Linked DNA regions of Mus musculus: all the other regions are linked to region 3. Evidence: chromatin contacts called from public HiChIP or PLAC-seq data. All regions are on one chromosome and are shown on one strand. Each heading gives the region's core, a stretch centred on a gene start, on an enhancer-like site or on the middle of the called end of the contact. The rest is flanking DNA. Distances are from core to core; before and after follow the strand shown. Region 1 holds the start of Ccl8 (chemokine (C-C motif) ligand 8). Region 2 has its middle 24 kb from the start of Ccl8. Region 3 holds the start of Ccl2 (chemokine (C-C motif) ligand 2).

Region 1 (4,613 bases), core at 465-2,964, 80 kb before region 3:
ATACACAGGAACCCTTGAACACCTCCCCTCATTTGGCCTGCTGCTCTCTGAGATTGATCATAACTTCCCATCACTTCACTTTGAATAAAAATGCCCATGTTACATTTGCAAATCAGTGTAAGCTTTTATTTCAGTTGTTCATATAACAGACAAGGATGAGAAAACACGCAGCCCAGGCACCATCTGCTTGTAACATCTCTCTGCCTGGAGAAGATTAGGGGAGAACTTCCAGCTTTGGCTGTCTCTTAACTCAGGTGTGAAGGTTCAAGGCTGCAGAATTTGAGACTTCTGGTCAAGGATCTCCATGTACTCACTGACCCACTTCTGTGTGGGGTCTACACAGAGAGACATACCCTGCTTGGTCTGGAAACTGTGGAGAGATGGAAGGTTCAGAAATAGTGCTCAGAGCATGGCCCACAGCTCGACAGACCCCATTCACTCTTGCTCCAGAGGTGAAGGAGCTGCTTGGCAGGAGGGGAGGATGAGGAAGGGGTGGAAGGGAGAACCCTGAGGAGGAAGCCCTGATCTTGCTGCCCTACTTGAAGCTTTCTCATCTATTGTGGAAAGGAACTGGGGAAAATCCCTCTGAGCTCCTGGAAAATTACAGATTTCTTCTCTTCCAGTCAGTCTCCCTATGTGGGTAAGGCGTGGTCCAGATAAGAGGCTGTATTTGTTTGACTCACTCATCTGTGTGTCCTGACCACTCTCCCTTGACTCTGACTGGGTTTTCTGGGCAGGAATCACTTACACCACAGCTTCCATGGGGCACTGGATATTGTTGATTCTCTCGTAGCTTTTCAGCACCCGAAGGGGGATCTTCAGCTTTAGTACATGAAAGCAGCAGGTGACTGGAGCCTTATCTGGAAGCCATTTTGTAAAGAAAGAGGGTTAGGGGACATCTCAGAGTCCTCTCATAAGGGAAGATGAGGGTTGGGCTGCACCTAGGAGTCACTGTTCCCAAGTTTTGTATCTAGGGTCTAGTGACAGAATATGTCTTAGGAGTCAGTGTCCTCTGTTGAACCACAGGATTCCTCACTGATGACTGTTTATCATGAGATCTCTTTGACTGATCCCATACTTCTGACACAGGAAAGTAAGTCCCAAGAACTCGCTGTCCATCACCTTGCTGCTGTGGGCTTAGAATCAACCTATTTTATTTTTTAATCTAGGAAGCCCCTCAGTGTACAAATATCCACATATGGTTCTGGAAGCCACTCTGGATCAAGATCCCAAAGCACTTCTTCAAGACATCATCCCTATCACTCCCCTATTGCTTGTGATGTCCTTCTCACCACAGCCACTTCTGGGCCATCTCCTCAAACAAGGAGAGGGCAGTATCGGTAGTGGCTGCATGCAGCATCGTGTCCCAGGGCTGATGTCATGAGACATCACAGGGCCTGGCCTCAGTGCTCTAAACACTCACTGCTGGTTCTGCCTAGCTTTGACACACTGGCTTTTGGCTAACTTCTTCCATACTCTCAGTCTGTCCATCTTAAAATTGCAGATCATACAGCAGCTCTGGGATGCCTTGTGCTCAGATGTTAGTGCCTGCTAAACCATTTCCCTTAGGAAAGGAGATACCTTACCTGGCCCAGTCAGCTTCTCTGGGCTGACAGGGACAGCTATGAGCAGCAGGCAAAGAAGCACTGCGTAGATCTTCATGTTGAAGGCAAAGATTTTGGAGTGAAGGCTAGCGTCCTCTCAATCTAACTCTGCTAGTCTGGAGGCTCTAATCTGCCTTTTATAGGGAGCAGGGAATCTGCAGATAGAGTTGTGCCTAATGGGAAATGAAAGCAAGATCTTTGTTATGCTGAATAGTCATCAGATCATGAGATGATTTCCCGGCAGCTGGAAGGCAGCTCAGCAAGAATAAGATGCTAAAATCTTTGGCTAACTTAGACTATGAGACAGAAACTTTGAAGGGCAAGCATCTGAAACCAGCAGCATGGAGGAAGCAGTCCCACTGGATCAGGGATTCTGAAACATAGAAATGAAAAACATCTGTATAGAAGAAAGACTAGAAACCAAGGTTACCATGGAGTAAAGAGAGGTTAGATGCTTCCTTTTGGAGGGTGCTAGGAGACCAGAGAAAGGCCTAAGTCTGGTCCCTTTTACACTAGGCTTTTGCAACCCTAAGGCAGGTGGGTTTTTCAAAACCCAGATGGGCTCCAAAGAACCCTGAAAACATGATAGACTCAAGTCTCCTTCTCTTCCGTCTCCTCTTCCTTTTTCTTCTATTACTAGGAATTTTACATGTTAGCCAGAACCTTGCACATGACAGCCAAGTAAGTATTCTACTACTAAATGGCAGCTATACCTCAGCCCTTCTTTTGTAGTTAGTATTCTAGATGAGGATTAAGTAGATCTGGCTCTTCCAAATTTACTTTGTCCCCAGGCCGTCCTTGTTGTATAATTCTCCCATATCAGTCTGAAAAATGCTGTAATAACAGAGTTTCTCTACTATGTCTGGCCTAGCCTGAAAGTCCTGGAGAACTGGGCACCACGTGTGGATTCTGGAGGGGCAGGGATCCTGCAGCGGGTGGCATCCTGCAGGAGCATAGCTCTCTACATCACAGAGCTGTTTTCTTGCAGAATCCTTAATGTATGTATGACTTTTGTCTGGGAACTTCAATCACAATAACTCTGTTGGCCAAGCATCCTGTTCAATGTGTTTGGAGGCCAAATAGTGTTATGCTCAGTCTCATTCCTCGTCAGTGTAAGCAAAGATTCCTGACTAGTAGGCAGGAAGAACATCCTCAAGTGAGGGATATAGTTAGTAAAGCCACTCAGAATTAAATCTCTGAATTATATCCAATCTATTAAGCCACCATGAGCTAATGGCTAATATTTTATGATTTTTCTGGGTTTTGACCTCTGTCAGCTACAACATTTAAATGCAACACACAGTAGTACATTATATCTAAAGTTATAACAAGCAAGAAGACACCATGACCTAAAACAAACAAACAAACAAACAAACAAACAAACACAAAAAACCCCAACAACAACAAAAACAACCCAAAGAAACCAAAGCAAGCAAGGCCAAACTCCTCAGTATGTCATGAGTCATCACACTCCTTAATCCAAGTGATTATTTTCCCTGTGTCTACAGAGTCTTTTTCCGAAATGAAGACTTGTTTCAGACAAGGTTTGAAGTGTGAGAAGGCAAACAGACATAAGAAAGCATGATGGACTAAGGGCATGGCTTACTAATTTGAACCTTCCCTGCAGACATGATTTATCACACTGTTTGTCACTTAGAAAATATTAAAGAGAATTTCAAATGCCTAAGACAGTTTTCAAAATATCTAAACATGAAAAGAAATGATTTAAGAAACATTGAAACGGAGAATTGGGAATGTTGTTGGACTCAAGCTTAGGCACTTACAATACCCAACTGTCGTCGTAAGTGAAGAAGAACACGAGTCAGCATTTCTGCAGGCCACAAAGGCAGCAGGAGTTGGTACAAGTTTGAGGTGAAATGTTTGAACCAAAGTGTTTATCACCTTTAGTATTAAATGAATCTAAGAGTTTATAATCTTAATAGTTAGAGCACAAAACCAGACACACTGATTGATGTATAAAAATGAGGACCCAAATAGAAGTCTGCACACATACTCTGCCACCTACTACAGAATTTTTTACTATGGAAATCAGTGTGGAGGGTTCTTCCAAATCCTAGGAACTGATCTATACCACTTTTAGACATCCACCCAAAGGACTCTGTATCCTACTATGGAGACACTTGCATATATATGTTCAATGGTGCTCTATTCACAATATTCAGAAATTGAAAAACAACCCAATGAAGATGTGGCACATTTGCATAGTGGACTATTACTCAACTGTTAAGAAAAACAAAATCTTCTTAGCTCCAAACTTTGTCTCTGTAACTCCTTCCATGGGTATTTTATTCTCTATTCTAGGGAGGAATGAAGTATACATGTTTTGGTCTTCCTTCTTCTTGATTTTCTTGTGTTTTGCAAATTGTATCTTGGGTATTCTAGGTTCCTGGGCTAATATACACTTATTAGTGAGTGCATATCAAGTGACTTCTTTTGTGATTGGGTTACCTCACACAGGATGATATCCTCCAGATACATCCATTTGCCTAAGAATTTCATAAATTCATTGTTTTTAATAGCTGAATAGTACTCCATTGTGTAAATGTACCATATTTTCTGTATCCATTCCTCTGTTAAAGGACATCTGGGTTCTTTGCAGCTTTGGCTATTATAAATAAGGCTGCTATGAGCATAGTGGAGCATGTGTCCTTATTACCAGTTGGAACATCTTCTGGGTATATGCCCAGGAGAGGTATTGCTGGATCTTCTGGTAGTACTATGTCTAGTTTTCTGAGAAACGGCCAGACTGATTTCCAGAGTGGTTGTACAAGCTTGCAATCCCATCAGCAATGGAGGTGTGTTCATCTTTCTCCACATCAAGGATGGACCATTTAGAGACTGCCCCACCCAGGGGTCCATTCCATAATCAGTCACCAAACACAGACACTATTGCATATGCCAGCAAGATTTTGCTGAAAGGACTCTGATATAGCTGTCTCTTGTGAGGCTATGCCAGTGTCTGACAAATACAGAAGTGGATGCTCATAG
Region 2 (4,671 bases), core at 302-2,801, 100 kb before region 3:
CTTGTTTTCTATTTTATAAAACCTGATTGTGCAGTTCTCAGAGGTGGACTTTGTAAATGTCAGCATGATGTTGCAGTATCCAAAGGTCTGTTGCCTCGTAGATGTTTCCAGCAAGGACTTGAGTTGCCTGGTATGCACATAGCACTGTCAAAAACCCTGTACATGTTGGACAAAGGCTAGAATAGGCAAATGTCCTCCAAATAGTCGCATTTCATCTGGAACCCTTCCTATCCTTGTCAACACCAGGGTCAAGCTTATGCAACTGTGATGTTCTGAGGGGCTGTGAAGCACTTCACTTTTTACATCACTTAAGAACAGCTTCCTCTGTGAACATTATACATAGGGTACCCAGTATCTTAATTTCTAATTACTTTTATCCTATACCAGTAACCCTTTTGGCACCTAGAAAGACTCAATGCTGTGCATCTGAGCTTGCCCACTCATCAGGATACACATATTAGTAACATATATACAAAATGCAGCTGTGAGGGATAATGGTCAGTATTGCTTTACTAAAGCATGCTGGTTGAAAGCCATGTGTAGCTCTCCCTGCTCCTCCCAGAACCAGCACAAATATGATGGGTACTTCAAAGACAGGGGATTTCATCACTTTCTGACAGACAGTATGGCATCTACAAATCATGCTATTTCCCCCCTTTTCAATGCACTTTGTATACCTCTAAACATCTGTAAAGATGAGATGTTTCAAATTAGGACTTAGGTTTGTCTACTGGATATACAATACTGTTGGATTTAACACCCACAGACCCACAGACCCATAGACCCACACACACACACCCCAATGGGCATATCTGTAGGTGTCTTCCAGTGAAAATGCTCTGGCCTATCACCCATCAGTTCTCCATTTCCTCATCATCTCTGTCATATGTGATATGTCCACAGACCCCCCTCCCCCCACCCCAATGGGCACATCTGTAGGTGTCTTCCAGTGAAAATGCTCTGGTCTATCACCCATCAGTTCTCCATTTCCTCATCATCTCTGTCATATGTGATATGTGCACTTACTTAGCTGACGATGTTGCAGTTTCCTTTCCAAAGTTCCCACTTTAGAAGAGGGCCTTCCTACAAATTTGAACACAAAGCATAGAAAAGATGCTAACTTTCTAACTTGACTTTTGCCACACACCAGCTTCCTCTTTAATAGCTAGAGTCTACATATAATAAATATGAGGACTCATTTTTCTAGGATGTGTACAATACATCCAGATGACTAAGCTTTCCTGATACATCGTAGCAAAATCATTTACAGTCTCTGTGCCTCCCTCTTCCTCAGCCCAATACGAAGCACAGACAGCCCCCTTTGCTCTCAGAGGCAGTCTAACAAATCCATTCCCACACACTGGATTTCCGGAGCTTAAAAATCTGTTTACACAAGGGATCATTCTGCTGCTTCTACTTTCAGACGCATTAATCATGTTTAAATGTCTGGAAAGACAGGCGATTTCATGTAAAAACCTTTTCCCTATATACACAGCGGCGGTGAATTAAACCACATGTGTAGCAACTGTTGCAATGTCAGATGTCTGCCAAATGTGACCACTCCTTCCCCTGCTTCCTGCTTTCTCTCAGTCTTCAAATCAGTGGACAAGCACAGGCCTACCACATGCTCAGAAATGATTCAACAATGTTGCATCAAAATACCATTTGCAGAAACAAGCATTCCTATGAATTTCAACATGAAGTGTATAAAATGCGCTAGCTTCACTAGCGGCTTTATCTCCTGGCAACTGCTTTAACAAGGCATGGACCTATTTGTCCACTGTATTTACTTACACGCACGGCAAGGCAAAATGTGCTAAACATCCAGGGAGCCAGCATCCGAGGGTCCAAGAGTAAGCCCAGCAGGACTTTGCTTTTGCCATGCTGTCCCCCATAGCTGAATGAGCAGGAGAGGACCACTCAGCTCCTGGGCAATGTTTCATAGTGCCATTTCCCAAAGACAGTATTTCATATGGACTTTAGCAAAAAAAATTGCTACCAAAGTGACATTTTACTGCCTCTCCATCCAGCAAGGACTCAGTCGGCACAGCATGTACATGGCAGTTGGAAGTAAAATGCGCATGTGTAATGACGGTAATAAATTGAAAATGTCATAAAATATGTGTATCCTGAGCCGGAATCCTTCTGTTCTCTACCACCCCAGTGGGCTAAAATGTTCAAAATGTTCAGAAATCAGTCTTTCCTTAGAATGCTAATGCCACGTATATAAAATGTATTAATTTACTGTTTTTGTTGTGTGTAGACTCTTTAGTAAGCAAAGTGAGCAGCTGCTTTCAGTGGGGGATTCCTGTGCCCTTTATAAACACTATATATACAGTGAAGTAAGAAAAAAATGGGCCAGGGGTTCATGAGTGCTTAGTGCTCTGCTGTGCCTTCTCCTGGGAGCCAGAGCCCAGGCAAAATAAGCCAGGACAGGTTTGACTACTCCCTCCCTGAAAAATGACATTTCATAGAAATTTTTAAAAAAAGGAACACACACACACACACACACACACACACACACACACACACACACAGGATTTCTTTTACTATTTCTTCTTGTATAATATGTAAGGCATCCATCTCAGAACATCTAGAAAATCTAAACATGTTAAAAAAGCATTTAACATTGTCAACTCTATAGACAATAAAAAGGAATAAAATGCACACACACACACACACCAGTTGTATTAAAGATATCTCCATGTGGTCAGCTTGGCAAGGGACCTCCTCATCTGCATTCTGGTCTTGGTGCTCCAAAACACTGCACAAGGTGGAGTGTCTCTAGAGGCGATCCAATGACACCATTATAAAAACTCACTTCTAGCAGACATTTTTATGAGTTTAAAAACAACAGAGAGACTTCTTTTCTAGTTCTACTCTATCTTTTGTTGGCAATCTCTACATATCTGCAGTGTCCAGATATTTGAGTTGGCTTCTCTCCTGCTGTGATAAAATACTGAGGGCAGAAAGGGCTTATTTCCTATTACACTTTCAGGTAACAGTCCATCATTAAGGGAATCCAGGGGAAGAATTCAAGGCAGAAACCTTGAGGCAGAAACTGAAGCAGAGGCCAAGGAAGAACAGTGCTTAATGGCTTGGTCTCCAGTGTTTTCTTAGCTAGCTCTTTTTTTAAAAAAAAAAAAAAAAAAACAGAACCCATGACCTCCTACCTAGGGGTGTCATGATCCCCAGTGGTATGGGCCTCTCACTTCAATAATTAATCAAGAAAACGGCCCTAGAAACCTACCTACAGGTCAATTTGATAGATGCAATCCCTCAATTAAGATCCCTCTTTCTCAGATACCCCTAGTTCGTGTCAAGTTAACATAAATTAACCAACACACCAGAATTGGCAAAACATTTTAAAGCTTGACAGATCTTCCTTAGCAATGTCCAATTGGTCACATGTGGTATGTCTTGTCATTGTTTCTCTGAAGTGGAAAGGAGGCCAGCTACTTGATGGCCACTCACTACTCTTCCTGGGAGTCATCCTGGCTCTCTTGCTTTCCTGGGGGCCATTAAGGCCTTTCTTTGTTTGTCAATGAAGGGAAGAGGTGAGGTCAGAGTCTTGTCCACAGGGCAGTCATCTTACAGCAGTGCTGAGCTGTACAGATCTGACTTCTCTGATTCTGAAAGCCTCTCGGAGGTGATGTGATATCTGCTGGTTACCATTACTTTCCTATGCCATGTATGCTCCCACTTAAAGCCTCCAGATTCTTGAAGGAATGGCTAAGTATTCTCCTAGGTATTAGATCATGGGTGACCTGTCCCTATTAGTTCTTGGTAGTGGGTCAGGGGAGGAGTTTGCTGCTGCCTGGAGTTGGGCAGGTTCCATTGCTGGTAGGAAGCTCTCCATATCACTAGGCTATGGCTGGCAACACCAATACCTTGGAGTTCCTGCTACAAGCCAGGGTTCACTTTTACAGCTTTACTCAATAGCCTCTCAGGATCTCCTTGAAGGAATTCTGTCACCACCACACTCAAACTCGCCCCAGCAGCTCTCTAAACTGTGGAGGAAGAGGCCATGCCCCTGAATGGGGATGTTATATTATAAAAGCTGGCAAACTCACATGCAAATTCAAGGAGATACCTTATTGAAACAGGTTTATTCCAGACTTTAAAAGAAGACATTGAAATGCCCCAAATAATTGAGAAAATCTTTAAAGACAATACTATAGAATTTTTTTCACCTCATGAATATTAAGTTAATAACAAAGTGTACATTCAAGATTAGTTGGAAAAAATAGGCTTATAAATGGGTTGGTACTAGATCATGAGATATTCTATGAAAAAAGAGAATTAGGATTACTACTTTTCACTGCCTCTAAAAGTCAATTGCAGATAGATCATAGCCCCAGATGTGAACAGAAAAATAGGAGCCTCTATAAGAATATGTGAAAATATATCATGTTCTTGCATGAGAAAAAGTTTTAACAGAAAACAAAGTTACTATTAATTACAGAACATAATGGGAAACTAGACCATATTGAAATCCTGAAACTCTTTCAATAATTTCTAAGGAAATGGAAAGGTGAGTCACAGGTCATGATAACTTCTTACTCATGAGTCTGAGAATGGAGCTCTGGTTAGAGAACTTCTAACTCAAATATCCAGAAAATCTCCTAAGAGGGGATGGAAGATGAAGACTATGATTTTATAATATCGAAT
Region 3 (4,370 bases), core at 890-3,389:
GGACATGTGACTGGGAAGGACTGGGGCTTTTGTTGAGCATGTATCTGAGAAGCAATGCTAGGGACCAAAACAATGGTACTAGCATCCCTGACTGGGCCCCATCTTGAAGAGTCTATGACACTCAGATAAGACCATTCAATACAAAAGAGTGGGCCATTCACTCTCCTGTTCCCCCACAATATGTGTCCCAACCTGTGTTGCTCTCCAAGCTTATATACTCTCAGCTTTGCAGTTTCCCTCAAGAAAACACTCAAAGTCAGACTGGTGTACAAAAATAATATATTTCTTTTAATAATAAGGAATATCCATAATAATATTTTAAACAATACCTTGGAATCTCAAACACAAAGTTTACCCATTCATCTTTACAAAATTCATCTCTCATACATTGAAAGTGTTGAATCTGGATTCACAGAGAGGGAAAAATGGATCCACACCTTGCATTTAAGAAATTTTAGTATTCATGAAAGGGAATACCATAACATCAATAAGTTAAATAAGTTTAATATTAATTAAGGCATCACAGTCCGAGTCACACTAGTTCACTGTCACACTGGTCACTCCTACAGAAGTGCTTGAGGTGGTTGTGGAAAAGGTAGTGGATGCATTAGCTTCAGATTTACGGGTCAACTTCACATTCAAAGGTGCTGAAGACCTTAGGGCAGATGCAGTTTTAAATAAAGTTGTAGGTTCTGATCTCATTTGGTTCCGATCCAGGTTTTTAATGTATGTCTGGACCCATTCCTTCTTGGGGTCAGCACAGACCTCTCTCTTGAGCTTGGTGACAAAACTGTGGGAAGAGAAAAGACACTGTTAGATGAAGTTCAGTCTGGTATACATGGAGGGGCTGTGTAGAGCTCAGCGGGGGAGGGCAGGTAGAAAAAGGGGACTCAAAGTGACCTGCTTCTCCTGCAGGTTTTCTAAGATAAGCTTGTGGAGTAGAAAGGGCCTGAACAGCAGCCATAGAGACAATGCTGTTGAGAACTGCCTTTGCCTTCTTGGCCTTGGTTTCCCCATTGGATCTGAGTGTGTGACTGACTATAAGTATATGAGGACCATCCCTTGTTCTTAAGGAAAAACCTTTGGACCAGGGAGGGCCGGGGTATGTAACTCACACTACAGCTTCTTTGGGACACCTGCTGCTGGTGATCCTCTTGTAGCTCTCCAGCCTACTCATTGGGATCATCTTGCTGGTGAATGAGTAGCAGCAGGTGAGTGGGGCGTTAACTGCATCTGGAGAGTAAAAGAGAAGCACATTAGGACAGGAAAGATGCTTCTGACCTTAGAGAAGAGAAGGACCACGGGGAGAAGGCAGTTTCAGCAGGATGGGATATAAATGCCAATACATCAGATCTGGGATGTGATCTTTGACAACAGACTCAGTTATTTGCAGCTTAAAGTAGGCTCACAGTCTTGGGTAGAGGGATGCCATTAAAACTATGTGACTCTGGGGACTGTCATTTGGGGGAGTTAGAAGTCAAATTACTATGACCTGAGAAGATTACCTGAGTACATTACTGTAGGCTGCAAAAAAAAAAAAAAAAAAAAAAAAAAAAAAAAAATCAAATCATGAGTATCTCTGATCCCAACCACCTCCGCTAAGCTGCTATCTCTGGAAGCAGGGCTGGGTGAAACACAGCTCGGATCTTGGATCTCTTCCCCTTTCTCCTCTATCTGGAAAAAGGCACCAACCCAAGCCTCTGTTTGATCACCCAGGTTCCCAAATACTGAGGGAAGTAACTGGAACAGGAACTATATGAAGGTGTGATTCCAAATTTAGATCTAACAATTAAAATTCTAGTTGCTTTCCAGAAGCAATCTTGTAATTGGGTTGGCTCTTTGTCCTTCCTTCTTTATGCTCCTTATCTTGGTTAAAGAAAAAAAAAAAAGTACCTGACCATGTGAGACTATGCTATCACAATCCACGACAATTCAAAAATGGGGTGATATGCTGGGAAGGGAGCTGGGGGGGTCTCACCTGGCTGAGCCAACACGTGGATGCTCCAGCCGGCAACTGTGAACAGCAGGCCCAGAAGCATGACAGGGACCTGCATGGTGGTGGAGGAAGAGAGAGCTGGCTTCAGTGAGAGTTGGCTGGTGCTGGTGCTGGGCTGGCCTTCCTCCCGTCTGGCTCTCTGCACTTCTGGCTGCTCTGAGGCAGCCTTTTATTGTAAGCCAGGGGGGTGGAGTCAGGCAGGGTGCTTGGTGCCAAGGAGTAGCATCACCCTGGATAAGTGATGGAAAGTGGAAGTTGAATCCGCTGAGTAAGTGCAGAGCCCTCGGGTGTTTCCAGGAAGTGGAAGAGAGAAACTGTGGGTTGGAATTTGGTATTTTTCTAGCCACTCCTGGGAGCAAATGAAGCTGCGCAGGGAGTAGGGGGGGGGGGGGGGAAAGAGGGAAGAATTGGCAGTAATTGTACTACTGTGACCACAAGTGTGAATGGAGTGGCTCTGCTTTCACTGAAATAAAAGGAAGTGGCCAAGGAACCTAAAGTCCTTAGGAAGAAGATGCTTGGAAACACAGCCTAGCTTGCCCCTGGCTCAAGGAACCTTGCAGCTGGGAAAGGACCCCCAGTAAGTCGGCTGAGTCCTTGGTTATCAGGCCTTGTTGAATACAGCATTCTCTCCACTTGGTGGTTACCAGATATTTTGCAGCACTAAGAAGCTTTGTGACATTGATATGAACTGTCTGAGTTGTAAAAGTCCAGACCTGGAAAGCCATATACATGAGCTCATGGTGCAGAAGAAATTTCTATATAAAACTCACCTAGTGCTTACTCTGGGCCAGGAGTGGTTGGAACCCTTCACAGTGCAGTCTCTAATTTCCCCAGCTCTGGTAAGTAGATGCTGTTACTCCCCATTCTCAGATCAGGCAGCTGAGGTCCAGAAGGGTCATGTAGGTAACTGCCCTAAGAGTCCCTGGAACAGGACCCAGGTAGCTCCAGCCTGGCTATCATCACATTACCTTCAAACTAACAGACAGCTAACGGGCCATGGAGAAACATGCCTTTTGGTTAAGTCATGATGAATTAGAAGCCTGTGTGTTAGCGTTTACTACTCCTGGTAGCTCTCTGCCCTGTTTCCTTCGTGATTTCCAGGGACCATGAGTGAGCCAACTGGAATGTCTGGCTTAATTCAGCTTTCCAGGTTTAGATTTCTTCACAAACAGTGTGATCAAAGCGATAAAATCTGAAAGCCCTTAGAATTCATTTCAGCAGACTCTTGATAAAAAGAGTGGCGCTCTCACATGCGTGCCAGTGGCTGAGCGGAGTCTTCCACTCAGGTATCTTGATTTCCTCCTTCCTCTGTAGCATCCTTTTGAGTCTTTCCTGATTGGCAGAGTTGTACCCAAGATTTGTCTTTCATAGAGAGTCGTGGAGACAATGACTGTAAAGGAATGGGGGGATGCTTGGAAGAGAACAGTTCTGAAGTTAATATATTTGTGATAGGAAATAAGCTTTATCAAACAAGCTGCTGTGTTTATTCCATGGCAAGTGGTCCTTAGCAGCATTGTGATGGCTTACCAGGAGCCAGGCATAGTCAGTTGTCAAAAACCTAATTACCCATAGGTAACACAGGTGACACGGGGTGGGGGTGGGGCTGGTGCTTCCAGAATGCTTCCCTGGACCTGAGATTTGTTTTTTGGTTTTTCGAGACAGGGTTTCTCTGTATAGTCCTGGCTGTCCTGGAACTCACTTTGTAGACCAGACTGGCCTCAGAAATTTGCCTGCCTCTGCCTCCCAGGTGCTGGGATTAAAGGCGTGCGCCACCACGCCCGCTTGGACATGAGATTTAATGTCTCACAATGGATGTTAGTTTCCTAGTTTGCGGTACCTCTTGGGACCCTCCTTTTGTTCACCTATATCATGATCTTGCTAGTCACTGTCCTCCTCCTGACTAGTGTCCAAATTGTTCTGGATTTAGCCCAATTCTTTTCCTGTATGTCACTCAGTTTCCCTCAAATATGTGAATTATTTCAGGATTGGAGGCAGTAGTTGTGCGTAGTCATTTCTACCCAGAGCATCTCGTTGCTACCTCCACGAAGTTTTCCTCATGTTCATAGATGCCCACAGCTCATCTGTGAGAATGTTATCTATGAAATCTAGTCATTCTTTTGGGCTTTCTGTAGCATGAACAAGTTGAGAGATGCCATTATTATGAATCTGAGACACAAGAACCCCAGGGAAATTGTATAGTGTTGCATTTTCTTTCTATGTGAGGAAGCCTTTCCTGACTGAGATGCACAGATTCATGTGGTCTACAGTCACAGAAAAAGGCCCCTGGCTTTGTGGGCAGGCTTCTGAGCCTGGGAGATCACCATTGCAAAGTGAATTGGCCGCTGCAAGCTTCAGTTAGCACAGGAGGCAGCGC

Evidence for each region. HiChIP or PLAC-seq counts read pairs in DNA pulled down with a chosen protein or histone mark.
Region 1: a contact with region 3 is called in a CTCF HiChIP or PLAC-seq map of the NIH/3T3 cell line, with 18 read pairs. The contact joins the promoter of Ccl8 here to the promoter of Ccl2 in region 3. A contact is called at or near these places in 3 of 39 promoter capture datasets (the SN4741 cell line, liver and macrophages), 2 of 15 datasets of contacts at CTCF or cohesin (CD8 T cells and the NIH/3T3 cell line), 3 of 484 Hi-C or Micro-C datasets (bone marrow-derived macrophages and liver), 1 of 115 datasets of contacts at active chromatin or transcription factors (microglia) and 4 of 9 other capture datasets (adipose tissue, liver, macrophages and 1 more).
Region 2: a contact with region 3 is called in a CTCF HiChIP or PLAC-seq map of the NIH/3T3 cell line, with 21 read pairs. The contact joins the enhancer-like site here to the promoter of Ccl2 in region 3. A contact is called at or near these places in 4 of 39 promoter capture datasets (the 3T3-L1 cell line, 3T3-L1-derived adipocytes, cancer-associated fibroblasts and 1 more), 1 of 15 datasets of contacts at CTCF or cohesin (the NIH/3T3 cell line), 1 of 484 Hi-C or Micro-C datasets (uterus), 2 of 115 datasets of contacts at active chromatin or transcription factors (bone marrow-derived macrophages and embryonic fibroblasts) and 2 of 9 other capture datasets (adipose tissue and pancreatic islet).

What each region holds. Positions count from the first base shown.
Region 1 is chr11:82,112,286-82,116,898 of GRCm38.p6, reverse strand. Ccl8 (chemokine (C-C motif) ligand 8) reads right to left here and starts at 1,714. Exons shown (of 3, transcript NM_021443.3): 1 at 1,587-1,714; 2 at 749-860; 3 at 100-370. The coding sequence starts at 1,662. The coding sequence ends at 265.
Region 2 is chr11:82,136,536-82,141,206 of GRCm38.p6, reverse strand. No RefSeq gene overlaps it. Among named protein-coding and RNA genes, the nearest start is that of Ccl8, 24 kb to the right of the region's middle. Within about 2 kb of position 1,551, at least 59 of the 459 cell types and tissues checked have an H3K27ac peak or open chromatin away from gene starts, as enhancers often do. A contact at or near this core is called in the NIH/3T3 cell line, adipose tissue, bone marrow-derived macrophages and 3 more, where this site is marked.
Region 3 is chr11:82,033,346-82,037,715 of GRCm38.p6, reverse strand. Ccl2 (chemokine (C-C motif) ligand 2) reads right to left here and starts at 2,139. Exons shown (of 3, transcript NM_011333.3): 1 at 1,979-2,139; 2 at 1,116-1,233; 3 at 264-790. The coding sequence starts at 2,054. The coding sequence ends at 538.